3 separate regions of the Pan troglodytes genome follow, and all the other regions are linked to region 2. The links are chromatin contacts, called in public HiChIP or PLAC-seq maps. All regions are on one chromosome and are shown on one strand. Each heading gives the region's core, a stretch centred on a gene start, on an enhancer-like site or on the middle of the called end of the contact. The rest is flanking DNA. Distances are from core to core; before and after follow the strand shown.

Evidence for each region. HiChIP or PLAC-seq counts read pairs in DNA pulled down with a chosen protein or histone mark.
Region 1: a contact with region 2 is called in an H3K4me3 HiChIP or PLAC-seq map of stem cell-derived excitatory neurons, with 4 times the contacts expected there. The contact joins the promoter of ADAT1 here to the promoter of TMEM170A in region 2. A contact is called at or near these places in 1 of 7 Hi-C or Micro-C datasets (stem cell-derived neural progenitor cells) and 1 of 1 datasets of contacts at active chromatin or transcription factors (stem cell-derived excitatory neurons).
Region 3: a contact with region 2 is called in an H3K4me3 HiChIP or PLAC-seq map of stem cell-derived excitatory neurons, with 2.4 times the contacts expected there. The contact joins the promoter of KARS1 here to the promoter of TMEM170A in region 2. A contact is called at or near these places in 1 of 7 Hi-C or Micro-C datasets (stem cell-derived neural progenitor cells) and 1 of 1 datasets of contacts at active chromatin or transcription factors (stem cell-derived excitatory neurons).

What each region holds. Positions count from the first base shown.
Region 1 is chr18:73,735,012-73,739,221 of NHGRI_mPanTro3-v2.0_pri, forward strand. It overlaps ADAT1 (adenosine deaminase tRNA specific 1), which reads right to left and starts at 1,831. Exons shown (of 9, transcript XM_063797444.1): 1 at 97-1,831.
Region 2 is chr18:73,572,793-73,576,914 of NHGRI_mPanTro3-v2.0_pri, forward strand. It overlaps TMEM170A (transmembrane protein 170A), which reads right to left and starts at 1,742. Exons shown (of 3, transcript NM_001251955.3): 1 at 1,524-1,742. The coding sequence starts at 1,656.
Region 3 is chr18:73,759,314-73,763,230 of NHGRI_mPanTro3-v2.0_pri, forward strand. It overlaps KARS1 (lysyl-tRNA synthetase 1), which reads right to left and starts at 2,001. Exons shown (of 14, transcript XM_511115.6): 1 at 1,858-2,001. The coding sequence starts at 1,961. It overlaps TERF2IP (TERF2 interacting protein), which reads left to right and starts at 2,089. Exons shown (of 3, transcript NM_001280213.1): 1 at 2,089-2,832. The coding sequence starts at 2,163.

The DNA of each region.
Region 1 (4,210 bases), core at 581-3,080, 160 kb after region 2:
CAGAGGCGCCCCTCACCTCCCGGACGGGGCGGCTGGCCGGGCGGGGGGCTGACCCCCCCACCTCCCTCCCGGACGAGGAGGGAGGACGCTCCTCACTTCTCAGACGGGGTGGCTGCCGGGCGGAGGGGCTCCTCACTTCTCAGACGGGGCGGTTGCCAGGCAGAGGGTCTCCTCACTTCTCAGACAGGGCGGCCGGGCAGAGACGCTCCTCACATCCCGGACGGGGCGGCAGGGCAGAGGTGCTCCCCACATCTCAGACGATGGGCGGCCGGGCAGAGACGCTCCTCACTTCCCAGATGTGATGGCGGCCGGGAAGAGGCGCTCCTCACTTCCTAGATGGGATGGCGGCCGGGCAGAGACGCTCCTCACTTCCTAGATGGGATGGCGGCCGGGCAGAGACGCTCCTCACTTTCCAGACTGGGCAGCCAGGCAGAGGGGCTCCTCACATCCCAGACGATGGGTGGTCAGGCGGAGACGCTCCTCACTTCCCAGACGGGGTGGCTGCCAGGCAGAGGCTGCAATCTCGGCACTTAGGGAGGCCAAGGCAGGCGGCTGGGAGGTGGTTGTAGCGAGCCGAGATCACGCCACTGCACTCCAGCCTGGGCGCCATTGAGCACTGAGTTAACGAGACTCCGTCTGCAATCCCGGCACCTCGGGAGGCAGAGGCTGGCGGATCACTCGCGGTTAGGAGCTGGAGACCAGCCCAGCCGACACCGAAAGATGGTATTGTTATGAATCCCCTGCAGCGCAACGTGCAGGCTCGCTACTGTAGTGAATGCTACTGGTAAATCAGACCACAGTGATTTAAAACAAAAATCTGCAGGAAGTGAGACCCTGTGACTTGAAAGTCAGAGGGCCAGGGCAAGCCTTGTCAAGAAAAGAAAGCATGAGATCCTAGAATCCTCGTTTGGAAAGGACTCACCTCTCATTTCTAGGGAGGCATCACAAGGCAGTATAGTTTATGAAGACCACCTGGCCATCGACCTGAAATTAAACCAGAGGTGCAATTCACAAACCTCGATAGGCAAGGCAGGTAGAAGTTGCCAGAAGAAACAGTGACTCTCTTTAAGATGAAGCAGCCCAGAACGGCATCATCTCACTCAGGTAGTGCGTCTGAATGAGCATGCACAATTGTTTAAACGAATAAATGTTTTGCTACACTGGGTCCATTATAATTCGAGCCTACACCCCCTCCTAGATCTTGAAAACTTGAAGAACTTCTTAGCTGAAAATAACAGCTCAGCTAAACAGGCATTTATTTGCCCACAAGACCGCATCTCTGAACAGTTTCAACAAGCTAAAAAACCTGACGTCCTTTCCAAAGAAAAAGAAGTCGGCTGCCAGGGGAGAAAAGGCTTCAGCGATGCTTGGAGGAAGGGACTCCTGCTTTACGCTGGCTCCCTTCCTAAACACTTCCGGAAGCAGAGCCCCTTCCCGGCCGCTGGAGAAGCCTGGGTGGGACCCCGAGTCGGCCAGTTACAGGATAGGAGGTGCCAGGCAAGGCACTGAAGCCATGCAGTGACAACAGCGTGAGCGCCTGATCCATTGGGTCCTGCGGCTGCCAGGCCAGAGGCCCCGCGCCCGCCCGCGGCAGGAGCTCTTCAGGCGCCGGCTGCTGACAGTTCAAGGCGTGGAGCGCCTTCCCACGTGAAACGCGTCCCGGAAGATACGATCCTCACAACCTCTTCCCTCAAAAACAGACTCGGCAAAGTTAGCCCGGATAAACCTGCCCCGTCGCCCCAGCGCCTCGCGGACGCTCCCCTCCCACCTTCAGGACACGCGCCTAGAAGAAAGCGAGCTTAATCCGCCGGTAAGGCGGACGTGACGTCACAAAGCGCCGGTTCCTTCCGGCTCCCGCTCCCAGAGGCGTGCAGGGCATGCCGGGCCTTGTAGTTTTTCGGGGGAGTCGGTGCCAGGGCCGAGATTCCCGCGCTTCAAGTCCCGCAGCCCTGGCTGCGTCTTAGAGAGGCGTGAAACCGGATGATGGGAGCCGCTTATTGGCTTAGATATGCCTTCAACTAGAATGACGTATCTTGCAGCACTCGGCTGAATTTTTTTCTTTTTCTTTTTTTTTTTGAGACGGAGTCTTGCTCTGTTGCTCAGGCTGGAGTGTAGACGCGCGATCTCGGCTCACTGCAACCTTCGCCTCCCGGTTCAAGCGATTCTCCTGACTATGCTGTATTTCTATCTGTAACATCACTGTCCAATAGATATATAATTCGAACCATATACGTAATTTAAAAATTTCCAGTAGCCTCATTAAAAAAGTCAAAATAGAAACAATCATATATATTTTATTTAACCCATACATCCCAAATAGTATTATTTCAACATATAATCAAAAAATTTTTTGAGATGGAGTCTCGCTTTGTCGCCCAGGCTGGAAGCGGCGCAATTTCGGCGCACTGCAACCTCCGCCTCCTGGCTTCAAGCGATTCTCCTGCCTCAGCCTCCCAAGTAGCTGGGATTACAGGCGCCCGCCATCACACCCGGCTAATTTTTGTTATTTTTAGTAGAGACGGGGTTTCGCCATGTTACCAGGCTGGTCTCGAACTCCTGACCTCAAGTGATCCGCCCGCCTCAACCTCCCAGAGTGCTGGGATTACAGGCGTGAGTCACGATGCCCGGGGTCTGTCTGTCTCTCTCTCTCATATATATATATATATATATATATATATATATATATATATATATTTTTTTTTTTTTTTTTTTTTTTTTTTTTTTTTTTTTGATACGGAGTCTCGCTCTGGCACCCAGGCTGGAGTACAGTGGCGCAATCTCTGCTCACTGCAAGCTCCGCCTCCCAGGTTCGCGCCATTCTCCTGCCTCAGCCTCCCGAGTAGCTGGGACTACAGGTGCCCGCCACCACGTCAGGCTAATTTTTGTATTTTTAGTAGATACGGGGTTTCACCATGTTAGCCAGGATGGTCTCGATCTCCTGACCTCGTGATCTGCCCGCCTCGGCCTCCCAAAGTGCTGGATTACAGGCGTGAGCCACCGCACCTGGCTGCCCAGTCTCAATATTTTAAAAAATACTTATGTTCTGTTCTGTTTTTAATGTGAAGTTTAAGAAATCTGGTGTGTGTTACACTTAGAATACATCCCAATTTGGATCAGCCACATTTCAGATGCTGGATAGTCACATGTGGCTAGTGGCTACTGTAGTACAGTACTACTACAGTGTAGTGGACAGAACAGGTCTAAAAACCTTTGGATTGCCGGGAATAAGTAATATAGCTGCCTGGATACTTCAGGGGCCTTTGTCACCCAGTAACTGAATGCCTCTATTACTAAAAATGAAAGAATTCATTTTTCTTTGCTACCCCTCAAAAATTTATGCAACTTGCTCAACCCCATCCTTCTCTCTAGTTCAAAGGAAATGGGACATGGCCCTCCTCCAAGGCCAAAGACTTTGCTCCTCATTCCTCTCCAATATCTTTAATCTGCAAGTGACTGCCTCTTCTGTCTTTTAAGAAATATTCCAGTGGGGGTAAGGGGTATCAAAGACCTTTTTCTAGGGTTCTTTATCTCAGGGATTGGTATTACTAGCAATCTAGTTGCGTAACTAAAAAGTGAGTCATGTTCCTTGTTATCTCCCTTCCCTTAATCCCCTCAGTGCAATCCATTACCAAGTCCTGTTGATCTTACTTCCTATCTCTTGAATCCATCCATTTCTCTCCACTTGCATGCCAATACGCTAGTAAAAGCCACTATCGTATTCCTCTTGGATTGCTACACTCATCTCTGAACTTCCACCTTTTCTTGCTTAACTCCAATTCATTTTCCACAGAGCAGCAAGACTAATCTTTTCAAACTGCAAATCTGGTGTCAGATTTGTGACTACTACACATTTACTGCTTAAATAATACTTCAGTGAATGACTTCTCAGTACTTTTTTTTTTTTTGAGATGGAGTCTCACTCTCTTGCCCAGGCTGTAACGCAGTGGCACAATCTTGGCTCACTGCAACCTCTGCCTCCCAGGTGCAAGCAATTCTACCTCAGCCTCCCCAGTAGCTGGGATTACAGGCATATGCCACAACACCGGGCTGATTTTTGTATTTTTAGTAGAGACGGGGTTTCACCCTGTTGGTCAGTCTGGTCTCAAACTCCAGACCTCAAGTGATCCGCCTGCCTTGACCTCCCAAAGTGCTGGGATTACAGGCGTGAGCCACCATGCCCGACTGGCTTCCCAGTACTCTTAAAAATACA
Region 2 (4,122 bases), core at 492-2,991:
GGACAACTTAATGCAATGTGTGAACCTTAGATCATGGAATATATATTTTTTTTAAGGAAAAAAATCTATGTGGACAATTGGGGAAATGTAAACAAGGCCCACACATTAAGTAACATTATTCTATGATATTCAGTTTCTTGGATGTGATATGGTTTCATGGATAGAAAATGGTTTTTAGAAGATACATGTTAAGATTATCAGGCATCAAGCAAGTGTTATGACTTCTGCAACTTCCTACTGAATGACTCGAGTTGAAATGGGATATGTGACCTACATCTAAGTGTGATACGTATGTAATACATGTGGTTATATATAGAGAGAGAGAAAAAGAGAGCAGAATACCATCAATTTTTTGATATCACTGTCAAAAGTGATCCCAGCACCTTCTGAAATAACGTGAGCTGCCAGATTCTCATTTCAGGCATGACCACAAGCGAACATCTGCATCTGACCCCAACCTGCCTGATGACCTTACCTGCTACTTCACAATCCCGTCCGGGAAAATCCCTGGGCACATAACACTGCAAGTCCCAGGTGTCCGCTGAACGGCGCCTGGCAGTCGCTGCCCAGGGGATGAGAAATCACAGGTGCCTTGTTTGGAACTAGAGTCTGGAATCTCGTCCTCCTTCCCTCTGCTCTGGTCCCTCATTGTTTACGAAGATCTCAGTTCTCTCTGCTGGGAGCCCCAACTCCCCTTTCAGGGCCACGGGCCCCAGTCTTCTTGCCTTTCAAGGACCACACAAATAACTGTGCCCCCCCTCAAGGCTTTTCTCCTCCTTCCCAGGTGAAGTCCTCTCTCCTCCCTCCAGCTTTCAGGGCACGGAGCGCTCTTCCTGGCATTAGAATTCTGAGCAACCCTCCTAGCAGGCCCAGCTCAAGCCGCAGCGGGGAGAAAGAGTTCAAAGGAAGGTGTGCCAAAGATCTCGAAGGCTTAGTGGGAGACCCAGCAACAGGTGGCACCAGGTCTGGGAAAGATTCCTAGAAAGCGGAGCGGGTCTCGGAGGGGGAGGATTTAGCCCCAGGCGCCCGCGATCAGCGAACGAGCGCCTGCGCGGAGGGGCCGGGCTGCAGCCCCCGGGCAAGGGGAGCGCGAGCTCTGACTCCTCAGCCCGGTCGGGCCGCTCCGAGACCCCTCGAAGGAGGCCGGGCGCCGTGGGGCAACCCAGGCAGGGCGGGGACCACCGCCTCCCGGGCTCGTGGGGTGCAGCTCTGAACCTGAGGCGCTCGCAAGCTCAAGGCCAAGACCCGCTCGGGTGGCGGCCGAGCGCCCTCCAGCCCCGGGCCCACCTGCGGCCGCTCTCCGCATCTCACGCCCAGCGGGACTCCGGGGCTCCGCCCCAGGGACCGCCGAAGAAGTGATGGGGAAAGGGGCTCCCGGCGAGCAGCACGGCCCCCCTCCCGGAGGACAGCGCCCACGCCGCCAGCAGGCTGCGCACCCGGGACCCCGCCCAGACTCGGGGCGCCCACAGCCCGGCAGAGGCGACGGCGGGGCGCGCAGTGCGCAGGCGCGGGGCGGGCCGTACCTGGGAAGGAGCAGAGGGAAGTAGAATTGGGGCACAGGGTCCCGTTGCCCACCCGCGGCACAACCTTCAGGCTCAGGATCTGCTGCAGGAGCCCGGCCGACCCGCCGCTGCCGCCGCTCCCCTCGCGCTCCATCCCGTCGCCATTCACCACAGAGAAATGAGGGACGAGCGCCCGAAGTGCGGCAGCGGCCGGCGCCGACTCACCCTCGCCGCCTCAGCGTCACCTCCAGCCGGGGTCCTCTTCCCCCAATCCCAACGGCGCTGCCAAGTGACCGTTGCCTCCTCCAATCACAAGGCGCCGCAGCGCTCGGGCGCAGGGCCAGGGTTGTTCCCGCCCCCAACGTTGCGCAGGGCTCGCAGAGACACGGCCCCACGGACGCGCCCCCTCCTGGACGGCGCGCTCTGGGACCGCGCGCTCTGCTCTGCCCTTCTCTGCAGCGCCCCCTGTGAGAAAGTAGGGAATTGCATGCGCCCCAACAGAGCCGCGCTATGGAGTTACCAGGGATCTGGAAAAATACAGTGATGGAACGGATATGTAAAGTTCTAGTTATGACTGGACTCCAGCATTTATGAAACCTTCATGAACAGAACAAGAAGGTTCTCTATTTAAAGCTGATAGTAGAAAGAGCCCATGCAAAGGCTGGTGTGGAACCAGAATGGGAGGGAGGCTATGTAGCCTCTATAGAGCTCGACTTAGTTTTAAATAAAATAAAATGTACAGAGATTCGGTTCAGAGCAATAAAATTAGATCACACTTTTTTCTTTTTTCCGAGACGGAGTCTCCCTCTGTGACCCAGGCTGGAGTGCGGCCGCGCGATCTCTGCTCACTGCAAGCTCTGCCCCCCGGGTTCACACCATTCTCCTGCCTCAGCCTCCCGAGTAGCTGGGACTACAGGCGCCCGCCACCACGCCCGGCTAATTTTTTGTATTTCTAGTAGAGGCGGGGTTTCATCGTGTTAGCCAGGATGGTCTCGATTTCCTGTCCTCGTGGATCACACATTTTTGTCTCACCTCCCTTCAGAAAGCCTGTTAAAATGAAGGCAGAGAAATCGTAAAAAGGAATAAGCTAATGTTCAGTTTGTTTGCACTGCTGTAACAAAGTACCTGAGAGTGGGCAATTTATTAAGAACAGAAATTTATTTTCTCACAGTTCTGGAAGCTGGGAGGTCCAAGATCAAGGTCGCAGCAGGTTCCATGTCTAAGGACGGCCCGTTCCTCACTGATAGCACCGCCCGGGCGTCCTCACATGGTAACAAAGGGAGCCCACTCTCCAAATCCCTTTTATAGGGGTCTTAATCCCATAACGGGGGCTCCACTCTTCTGACTTAATCGTCTCCTAAAGGCCCCTCCTCTCAGTACTATCACATTCCCACGAAGTTTCAGGACATGAATTTGGGGCAACACGTTCAGACCATAGCAGCCATTAACAATAGTGTTCTGGAAGGGAAGTTATCAAGGATAAGTAATGTCCACAAGGTTCCAGGTGATGAAGAGGCTTGTGACGAATAATAATGTTTTTGTTTGTTTGGTTGGTTGGTTTTGAGACAGAGTCTCACTTTGTTGCCCAGGCTGGAGTGCAGTGGCGAAATCTCAGCTCACCGCAACCTCCGCCTCCCTGGTTCAAGCGATTCTCCTGCCTCAGCCTCCCCAGTAGCTGGGATTCCAGGTGCGTGCCACCAGGCCCAGCTAATTTTTGTATTTTGAGTAGAGATAGGGTTTTGCCATGTTATCCATGTTGGTCTCGTTCCTGACCTCAAGCGATCCACCTGCCTTGGCCTCCCAAAGTGCTGGGATTACAGGCGTGAGCCACTGCACCTGACTGGTAATTTTTTTTTTTTTTTTTTTTTTTTTGAGACGCAGTCTTCTTCTGTCGTCCAGGCTGGAGTGGAGTGGAGTGGCGCAATCTCGGCTCACTGCAACCTTCGCCTCCCAGGTTCAAGCAATTCTCCTGCCTCAGCCTCCCAAGTAGCTGGGATTATAGCTCCGTGCCACCATGCCCAGGTAATTTTTGTATTTTTAGCAGAGATGGGATTTCACCATATTGGTCAGGTTTGCCTCAAACTCCTGACTTCAGGTGATCCATCTACCTTGGCCTCCCAAAGTGCTGGGATTACAGGCGTGAGCCACCGTGCCCAGCCTGAAAACTTCTTTAAAAATCATTGAATTGTACAGTTAAAATAAATGAATTTTATGCTACATAAATCATACCTTTTAAAATCTTTTTAAAAAGTGACCAATTCACCAATCTGCCAAGCAAGGTGGCTCATGCCTGTAAACCCAACACTTTTGGGAGGCCAAGCCTGGAGGATTGCTTGAGCCCAGGAGTTTGAGACCAGCCTGGGCAACATAGGGAAACCTTGTCTCTACTAAAAATTCAAAAATTAGTCGGGTGTAGTGGCACACACCTATAGTCCCAGCTAACTCCAGAGGCTGAGGTGGGAGGATCCCTTGAGCCCCAGAGGTCAAGGCTGCAGTGAGCTATCATTGCTCCATTGTACTCCAGCCTGGGCAACAGAAGAAGGCGCTGTCTCAAAAAACAAACACACAAATAAACAAACAAAAAACCCCAAAAGAATTTAAAGATGGCTCAGGAATTTAG
Region 3 (3,917 bases), core at 751-3,250, 190 kb after region 2:
CCCAGGTACTTGGGAGGCTGAAGCACCAGAATTGCTTGAACCCGGGAGTTGCAAGTTGCCGTGGGCTGAAATCGCACCGCTGCAATCCAGCCGGGGCAACAACGACTCTGCCTCCAAAAAAAAAAAAAAAAAAAAAAAAAAAGTCAGTAAAGAGGAATTAACCACTTTTCTCCGTTTACCTAAAAACACACTCTGAACTGGAAACCCTGCTTTCACCTGTGATATACAGTCCTAAAATTCAATTCAATGTAATTGATTATCATAGGTGGTTTGAAAGAATGAACTAAACTTTAGGATCGTATATCACAGATACACCACATTCAATTAAATTTGACTTAATAGATTAAAGTCAAGTCAATTTTCTCTAAGGTAGCAGTCCAAAGACCAGGTTCCAAACTTTTATGGAAGTCCATCGGATTGCTCTAATAAAGGACAATATATTAAGGTCCTACCCAACTATAAACTTAGACAATTTCTCTTATACTTTTTCTAAGATATTTGAAGCACAAAGCCAGGGACACAAAAGGAAACATCAGGCCGGGGGTGGTGGCTCACGCCTGTCATCCCAGCACTTTGGGAGGCCAAGGTGGGCGGATCACAAGGTAACGAGATTGAGACCACCCTGCCCAACATGGTGAAACCCCGTCTCTACTAAAAATACAAAAATTGGCCAGCCATGGTGGCACACGCCTGTAATCCCAGCTACTCGGGAGGCTGAGGCAGGAGAATCGCTTGAACCCTGGCAGCGAAGGTTGCAGTGAGCCAAGATCGCGCCACTGCACTCCAGCCTGGCGACAGAGCGAGACTCCATCTTAAAAAAAAAAAAAGGAAACATCATTTCTCTTTTCTTTTTCATTCAGGGTCTGGCTCTGTCTCAGTAACGCCTTGGGGAAAGCGATGGAGAAGGGCTCGCTCACGCAGCACTTCTTGCAGTCCCTGAAGGACCGAGACCGCTACCTCAAGTCTCCCAGGCTGGAGTGCAGTGGCACGACTTCAGCACACTGCAACCTCCGCCTCCCGGGTTAAAGCGATTCTCCCGCCTCAGTCTCCCGAGTAGCTGGGATAACAAGTGCGCGCCACGGGGATTAAGCCCTCTCGTATGCCTCTGGAATGGTACTATGTACCATCTTCCTAGCAATGATAAAACACTCAATTACCTGTGTTCTGTGGTTCAAATGGGGAACGCTAATGAGAATATAAGACAGCCAGTTAAAGGGTGGCTAATCCTGACTTATCTATGTTAACCTACATACTCCAGGGATTTGGGAGTGGTTAACAAAGATATCAGGCTGAATTAAGATGGTCTCTACTGTTAGACGTTGATCACTTAATACTCACAGGTATCTATTGAATAACCCATACGGGTAGATGCATGACAGTTTTAGAACTGATCCCTTTTAATACATAACGTTCAGAATGACCTTAGTGAGGCCCAGAAAATTTTGAAGGTCTTTCTGAAAAGCTAGGGTATTTAACATTTCTCCAACTTCCACGTTTACTGAGTGGCTCAACAAAAGAATGCATTTCTCAGAAAGGACGATGAAGCTAAGCAGGAAGTTTCGCTTTTCTTTTCTGATAACTCTTAGTTCTCGTCCCAGTTCCTCCTCCACAGTCTCTTAACTCTAGGAGTATGATAGGGAGCATCCCGCCGGTGCCAGCCGGGAACGGGGAGCCGGCGTGCCCGGGGTATCCCGGGGTACGTGGTCTGCAGGGCGCAGCCACCACGTCTCAGCATGTGCGTACCCACGAGAGCCGGCAAGAAGGCCCCGGCACAGCAGCCTTGGTGGGAACCTCGCGGCGCTTCCCAGCCCAGACTCTCCTACCGCAAAGGCTTTAAAGACTCGCAGCGACACTCACTTCTTGCTCAGTTTCGGCTCGCTGCCATCCACTTTCACCTCGGCCGCCTGCACGGCCGCCATCTTCCCGGAGGGCCCGACCCAAAAGTAAGGAGGATAGTACATTAATTTCCAGGTCAAGGTGCGAAGCCCCACCTCTTCCGGGGGAGAGGGGGCGGGCACTCTCGATGCGCCGCGGCAGCTGCTGCGCAGGCCCAGTGCTGCGCTTCGCGGCAGAGGCGTCTGCGGTGACAGCTCAGTCAGTTGAGCTCTGTGTGCCAGGCGCTCGCGAGGGGGCAGCTCTTCTAGTAGTGCTCGGCGTCAGACATGGCGGAGGCGATGGATTTGGGCAAAGACCCCAACGGGCCCACCCATTCCTCGACTCTGTTCGTGAGGGACGACGGCAGCTCCATGTCCTTCTACGTGCGGCCCAGCCCGGCCAAGCGTCGGCTGTCGACGCTCATCCTGCACGGCGGCGGCACCGTGTGCCGAGTGCAGGAGCCCGGGGCCGTGCTGCTGGCCCAGCCCGGGGAGGCGCTGGCCGAGGCCTCGGGTGATTTCATCTCCACGCAGTACATCCTGGACTGCGTGGAGCGCAACGAGAGGCTGGAGCTGGAGGCCTATCGGCTGGGCCCCGCCTCGGCGGCGGACACCGGCTCGGAAGCAAAGCCCGGAGCCCTGGCCGAGGGCGCCGCGGAGCCGGAGCCGCAGCGGCTCGCGGGGCGGATCGCCTTCACGGATGCGGACGACGTAGCCATCCTTACCTACGTGAAGGAAAATGCCCGCTCGCCCAGCTCCGTCACCGGTAACGCCTTGTGGAAAGCGATGGAGAAGAGCTCGCTCACGCAGCACTCGTGGCAGTCCCTGAAGGACCGCTACCTCAAGCACCTGCGGGGCCAGGAGCATAAGTACCTGCTGGGGGACGCGCCGGTGAGCCCCTCCTCCCAGAAGCTCAAGCGGAAGGCGGAGGAGGACCCGGAGGCCGCGGATAGCGGGGGTGAGGAGGCTGAGCGCGGGGCCTCGCGGATACCTGCGCGGGTGGGGTTGGGGTCTTTCTCCTGGCTGCCTGGCGTCCATCTTGGCATCTTCGGTAGCAGCGCTCGGCCCCGCCCCCTGTTGACATCCGGGTAAATTTGCACCATTTTCTTGCCTCCTCGCTCCCTTGTTGTTTATTATTGTTCTTTTTTTGCAATGGGTCTGTGTTACCTAAGCTGGTCTGAACTCCTGAGCTCAAGCGATCCTCCTGCCTCGGCCACCCAAAGTGTTGGGATTACAGGAGTGAGCCACCACGTCTGGCCTCTCGTCGTTTTTATTTTTTAATTTTTGAGTGGGGGCTCGCTCCGTCGCCCAGGCTGTGATGCAGCCGCGCGATCACGACCTACTGCATCCTGGACCTCCTGGGCTCAAGCGAATCTCCGGCTTCAGCCTCCCAAGTAGCTGGAACTACACTCCCGCGCCACCACGTCCCGCTAAATTAAAAAAAAAATTGTTGTAGAGATGGGGGTCTCGTTGTGTTGCCCTGACAGATCTCGAACTCTTGGGCTCAAGCGATCCTCCCGCCTCGGTGTCCCAAAGTGTTGGGATTACAGGCGTGAGCCATCACACCCAGCTTCTTGGTCTAGTTTTAATTTACTTTACCATTGACTAGAATATTGACATGGTTCTATATTCAAAAGTTACAAAAAGTATATAGAAAATTCTCGGCCGGGCGCGGCGGCTCAAGCTTGTAATCCCAGCACTTTGGGAGGCCGAGGCGGGCGGATCACCTGAGGTAAGGAAATCGAGACGAGCCTGACCAACATGGCGAAATGCCGCCCCTACTAAAAATACAAAAATTAGCCGGCCGTGGCGGAGAGTTCCTGTAGTCCCAGCTACTCAGGAGGCTGAGGCAGGAGAATTGCTTGAACCCGGGGGGCGGAGGTTGCAGTGAGCCGAGACTGCGCCATTGCTCTCCAGCGTGGGTGACAGAGCAAGACTCCATCTCAAAAAAAAAAAAAAAAAAAAAAATTATCTCGTCCTTCCTGTCCACCAGCTACCCACGGGATAACTGGCTTCTTGTGTTTCTTTTAAGAGATATTCCAC